2 separate regions of the Triticum aestivum genome follow, and region 1 is linked to region 2. The links are chromatin contacts, called in public Hi-C maps. All regions are on one chromosome and are shown on one strand. The core of a region is the stretch at or near the end of the contact, and the rest is flanking DNA. Distances in the headings are between cores, read along the strand shown.

Region 1 (3,088 bases), core at 256-2,755, 310 kb after region 2:
CCATCACATACTTTAAAAAAAATTAAAGGTTGGTAAATGTTTTTTTGGTGAAAATAATAAAAGGCTTCATGGGTCCCGGCAACCAAATGCACTCTCGGGAGGGGTATGAAGCTTGGACGGGAAAACGTACTCCTTGTACAACTACACAAGTGCATTGTGATTTTTGTAGAGTACTTTAAGCAGCAGTACTAGTACTGGTATTTGGCAACGTGAGCCCTTTCTAAAGTAGAGATGCTCTCTCGTAGTACTCTCTTCATCTCGAAATACTTACTAAAAAAATGGATAAAAATAGATGTATCTAGACCTAAAATACGTCTAGATACATTCATTTCTTCGACAAGTATTTCCGGACGAAGAAGTACTCCACAGCTGGAACCAACATGATACTGCTCCCTCTTGGGGACCCGTTCCTAATGCGGTACACCATCAGATAGATTAAGCATAAAGTAGTGTACACTAAACACGGCAGTGGCATCTGCCCGGACGTCACCGTTCGATCTGCTCACGTAAAATATTCCTTGAGCCGCTAGGATAAAGATGCCCATTCCACCCTCCGTCAATGCGCCTACGCTTAGGGCTCCTTTGATTCAAAGGAATTTAATAGAATTTTTGAAGGATTAAAATTCTTAGGATTTTTTTTATGTTGGTCCTTTGATTCATTGGATTGAATCTCATGGGATTTTTTTCTATGGAATCTTTTGTACTACATTTCATAGAAAATCTAACAACCACTCCAACCTTTTTTTACAATTTCTTTGTTTGTCCCGTGCCATCAAATACTCATTGCTAATTCTATAGGATTCCACTCCAACCCTATACTTTTTCTATTCCTGCGTTTTTAAAATCCTACGAATCAAAGAGGCCCTTAATTAACGACTAGGTTACGTTATCAGAGCATCAATGTTAGCACTTAGCACTAGAGGAGATGAGACTGGCGTGCGCAACAGAGATGAGTATTTGAATGCCCATCACGGCAGTGCAGTGCAGTGCGGGAGGTAGCACTGTCCGCGCTCCCTGCATGCCTCTCGCTAGCTTCTCCATCAAGCCGTGGCGCAGCGGTACGTACCAACTGGTAGCACGCACTGGACGCTACATTGACACGCATTGATCTGCTGCTGTACTCGACGGTACCGCTGTGCTGTGTTTGCTCACTCTCTTTTCTACCTTTCGCACTTTGCTCTTTACCGTGTCACGTACGCCCCCGCGAGGCAGCCAGCTGTGGCCAGCGAGGATCGTGCTGAATGATGCGTACGGTTCGGCTCGGCTCGGCCGGAGCCAGTAGAGCTAGCACTCTTGCAGGCTAGCAGCGTGACAGACAGGGGCGTGCCCAATGCCGCAAAAGTTGCCAAAATTATTACGGGCCTGGCCCCACCACCCAACGGCTACCTCGCCTTCCTACGTGGGCGCCCGGCGCCCTCGTGTCACGTGCCACCCTTCCTCCGCAAGCCGGCTCCCACCCCCACACTACCAGCTTGCCCCGCCTATATAACGCGCGCCAAGGCCCTTGCCGGAACAATCACGGTTCACACGGCACACGGCGAGCTCAGTACAGTGAGGAGGAGCACTGAGCAGGCAGTAGCTAGCGTCGTTACGGGTTGGCGGCAATGGCGTGGTGGAAGAACGGCGCATTGGTCGCCGCGGCGTCGCTCGCCGTGGCCGCGGTGGTGTGCGCCGGGGTGGCGGCGGCGGCGAGCAAGTTCGACGACGTGGTGCAGCCCAGCTGGGCCAACGACCACGTCCTCTACGAGGACGACCTCCTCAAGCTCCGCCTCGACAGCTCCTCCGGTACGCCCCGTCCTCTCGCTGCACAGGCGCCGCCAGCATTTGTCTCAGTAACAATGGAGCTCTTTTGCTGATGGCTTCTTCTTGTCTGTATTTTCATTTCGACAGGCGGCGGATTTGCGTCCAAGAACAGGTTCTTGTACGGCAAGGCGACCGCGGATCTGAAGCTCGTGCCGGGGGACTCCGCTGGCGTCGTCACTGCTTTCTATGTGAGTGAGTGCAGGCCCGCCTTGCTTTGCCCCGATGTTGCTCTTCGTCTTGGCATTGCCATTTTCATCTGCTCGTGACATCTGCCCCGTGAACTGCTGCATTCATTCTGCATTAGGAAACAAGAATATGCATCTTTCAATGTTGATTCCATTATAAGGATTAATCTGAGTAAAATGGGGATGGGTCGATGGGACATGCTCGCCATGTCTGTCATGGTCAGGCCATGGATGCTGCCAAGCACCTATTTACAAACAACACGGCACGTGAACAAGCTCAGCAACAGAACAACTTTCTTAAAAGCTGCCACTTTAAACAAAATAACCCTGAAAGATTTACCCCCGTTGAGTTACCACTTATTACTACTAATGCTTAGTGCTTGACAGTATTTGCATCTTCAACCTCGAGTAACTAATCTTTGTGATGTGCTTGTATGATGGACTTGCAGCTGTCGTCGGCGGGGGAGAAGCACAACGAGTTCGACTTCGAGTTCCTGGGCAACGTCACCGGCGAGCCGTACCTGGTGCAGACCAACCTGTACATCGACGGCGTGGGCAACCGGGAGCAGCGCATCGACCTCTGGTTCGACCCCACCGCCGACTTCCACACCTACGCCGTGCTCTGGAACCCCAGCCAGGTCGTCTTCCTCGTCGACGACACCCCCATCCGCGTCTACGACAACAAGAACGCCTCCGCCACCAAGCCCAAGGGCCACCACCGCCACCCCAACGCCACCACCACCCAGGCCCAAACGGCGTCCGCGTTCCCGTCGCCGCAGCCCATGGCCGTGTACAGCTCCATCTGGAACGCGGACGACTGGGCCACGCGCGGCGGGCTGGTCAAGACGGACTGGTCGCACGCGCCGTTCGTGGCCACGTTCCGGGACGTGCGCGTGGAGGGCTGCGCCTGGGCCGCCAACGCCTCCGACTCGGACGCCGGCGAGGTGGCGCGCTGCAGCGGCAGCTCGTGGGGCAAGGAGGGCCGCTACTGGTGGAAGGAGAAGGACATGCAGGAGCTGTCCGTGCACCAGAGCCACCAGCTGGTGTGGGCGCGCGCGCACCACCTCGTCTACGACTACTGCGTCGACACCGATCGCTTC
Region 2 (3,193 bases), core at 535-3,034:
AACTTGGAAATATCATGTTTGCCTTTTTTGAAAAAGCAGGCTAGAAGGAGCCTTGCGTGAGGGAAAGTGGTTTACTGCTCCTTGCCTTTATAGGTTAGTGAAAGGCCGAAGGTCCATTTTACTGGGCCGGAGGAATCGCCACATTCCAGTCTTTGGTGCCGTTACATGCGCATGGGGTGAAACAATTCTTGATGATACCCCTCAAAATACAGACCATGATCTCTGTTTTGATGAGACGTGCTATTGAAAGAATTGACTCGGGCCAAGATTTGAGCTACAATAACTGGCTTGCTTGAGCGCCACGGGTGGTGACGGTTCGGTAAAAGCTGTGAGGCCAGAACACTGTTCACACCTATGCGGCAGGCCTTCGAGGCAAAGCTATCTCAAGGCTGCAGATGCCAAAATATGACCCTTAAAACATGTGGTCGGCGGGTGGCCCTGTTAAAGGGAAGCTCGATAGTTGCCTCAAATAAAGGAGAGTTTGGGTTTACATGAGAACCACTTGGAGAGAGGAACTCGTGTCAAGCTGAAGACTCCAAGCCGAAAGACATTAGTTTGAGGAAGATTGTTGTCCCCGACTTCGAAGACAAGTTCAGGGGCTACTGATGGTGTCCAGGACTAAGAGGTACCAACCTAGTCGGTCCACAGTCCATGAGTCGAGCTTATGGCCCACCGATCTCACAAGGAAGGACTCCGGAAGCCTCGAACCCTGACGTGACCAAGACGGACTCTGCCGAAGACTTGGCGTGTACTTCAAGGACTACTTCACCTATCGGCATGCTTATCTTTAGTTGGCAACCGACCATGTGTTACCCTAGATATCCCTGGTGCATATATAACCCAGAGGGTTTAGTCCATAGAGACACAATCATAATTACCAGCCTTAGGGTTTAGAAGACAACATACGATCTCGAGGTAGATCAACCTGTACTCGATACTCCATCATCAATATAATCAAGCATGACGTAGGATTTTAATTACATCTTCGAGAGGGCCCGAGCATGGGTAAACATTATGCCCTTTGTCTCATGTTCACCATCGTTCGAAGATCCACAGCTTGGGACCCCCGACCCGAGATTTGCCGGCCGTTTAGTACCGACAGCCTGGGAGAAGATGCAGTCGAGGCGGTGGAAGTTTGTCCACACCCGATAGCCGGCGCTGCGGGAGCGGGCGCCATGGTCGCGCGCCTGCTGCCTCCGCCGTTCGTCCACCGACGGGTGGAGGGAGGAGCTCCCGACCTCCGCGTCGTGGCAGCGCTTAAGGGGTGGGTCGCCGCCGAGCCCATGGCGGCCGCCGTTCCCGCCGCATCCCCCTTGGCCACCCCAACCGCCAACAGCCGTCAACATCTCTGGCAAGTTTGGGTGGGGGACAGTGCCGCAAATCGTAGGTTGAGTTATAGGGATTTCTCGCCGGGGGAAAGGTTTCGCGGCAATGGGGGAGAAACAAGACGGGAATCCTAAATCGACCCGGGGCCAACATATATACTGGAATCACGGGCGGTTTACGGGCTTCCGTAAACGATTTACGGGCCGGGTCCTTTTTAGCGCACCTGTTCGGGCTATTTTTTTGGGCCATCCCGTAAAACGGCCGGAAAAAACGTGTTTTATCAGAGTTATACGGGATCTGCTAGAGATGCTCCTGCACTCTTCTACTGCAAGTCAAATATGTGAAACTGTATCTCGCAGATCTGTGAAGCCGTGCGCCTGCATGCCCCTCAGTTTTAATACTCCTACTACTTCACGAGTCCCTCTCCCGTGATTAATTAGCTGTGCAGAACCGTTGACATGCGCACGTGCCTCGCTCCGCCTACAAATACTCCAACGATCGCGAGCACCCAGTACACGGCTACACCTACACGCACCCACCCCCGCGCCAAAGAAACCAGGAATCAAATGTCCGCCGCCGAGGCGCTCCTTGCTAATGCCCCCTCCGGCAGCGGCGGCGGCGATCGCCTGAGCATCGACGATGCCCTCGCACAGCACGCGGGGGAGTTCGGGCGGTGGCAGCTGCGGCAGTTCGTAATGGTGACGGCGGCGTGGGCGCTCGAGGCGATGCACACCATGGTCATGATCTTCGCTGACCGCGAGCCGGCCATGTCGTGCCCCGCGGGGGACCGGCGGTGCGGCGACCGTTGTGCCGGCGCTGCGGCCGGCTGGGAGTGGGAGCAGGGGAGCGGCTCGTCCACGGTGGCCGAGTGGGGCCTCGTCTGCGGCGAGCGCTACAAGGTCGGCCTCGTCCAGGCCGTCTTCTTCGTCGGGTGCATGATCGGTACGCCAGTACTCTCATCGGCCATTCGTCTTCGGTGCCGCTTTATTTGCTGAAGTGACTTAGGGGTAGTTTGGTTGGTGTCCTGGAGTCCATGCCTGGGAAAATCTGCTGCCTGGGACGAGCCTGGAAGCCTGATGCTTATTTGCCTCTACAGGCTAGCCTGGCAGCGTTGCGTTTGGATCCTTTCCTGGCCTGGCGTTGTGTCATCCAGTCAATAAACAATATTTAAGTAATGCCAGGCTCGCTGCAGCATGTCCAGGCGCAAAAGAATGGACGCCTGGGCCAGGCTAATCGCCTGCCTGGGCCAAGCAGACTACTTTCTTTCATTTTGTCTGAACTTCACCAGGCTAATCAGGTTGTTGTAGAAGCCAGGCCAGGCAGACCTTTTTACTCCCAGGACACCAACGGAACAGCGACCAGGCAGATTCCAGGCACCGTCCAGGCCAGGCAAGAATTGGCGTGGATGCCAACCAAACTAGCCCTTATCCTCTGGGTTCGGCAGGCGCGGGCGTCTTCGGGCACCTCTCCGACTCGTTCCTCGGCCGGAAGGGCTGTCTGCTGGTGCTCTGCGTCCTCAACGCCGTCTTCGGTCTCGTCACCGCGCTCTCCCCGAACTACTGGGTCTACGCCGCGCTGCGCCTCCTCACGGGCTTCAGCACCGGCAGCGTCGGCCTCTGCTCCTTCGTCCTCGCCACGGAGCCCATCGGGCCCTCCCGCCGTGGCGCCGCCGGCATGTCCACCATGTACTTTTTCTCCGTGGGCATCGCGGCCCTCGCCGGGGTCGCTGTGATGTTCCAGTCCTCATGGCGCCTCCTCTATGCCGTAACCTCCCTGCCCTCCCTCGCGTACGTGTTTGCTGTCATGCCGTTCGTCTCCGAGTCTCCGCGGTGGTACCTTGTGCGCGGGCGCGCCAACGACGCCATGC

The links. Hi-C and Micro-C count contacts between places; a contact is called where the count stands out from the background.
Region 1: a contact with region 2 is called in a Hi-C map of leaf, with 2.7 times the contacts expected there. The contact joins the promoter of LOC123054743 here to the promoter of LOC123050184 in region 2. A contact is called at or near these places in 2 of 5 Hi-C or Micro-C datasets (both in leaf).

The regions. Positions count from the first base shown.
Region 1 is chr2D:588,434,733-588,437,820 of IWGSC CS RefSeq v2.1, forward strand. LOC123054743 (xyloglucan endotransglucosylase/hydrolase protein 9) reads left to right here and starts at 1,506. Exons shown (of 3, transcript XM_044478580.1): 1 at 1,506-1,785; 2 at 1,891-1,991; 3 at 2,438-3,088. The coding sequence starts at 1,605.
Region 2 is chr2D:588,119,622-588,122,814 of IWGSC CS RefSeq v2.1, forward strand. LOC123050184 (organic cation/carnitine transporter 4-like) reads left to right here and starts at 1,785. Exons shown (of 3, transcript XM_044473015.1): 1 at 1,785-2,268; 2 at 2,771-3,193. The coding sequence starts at 1,785.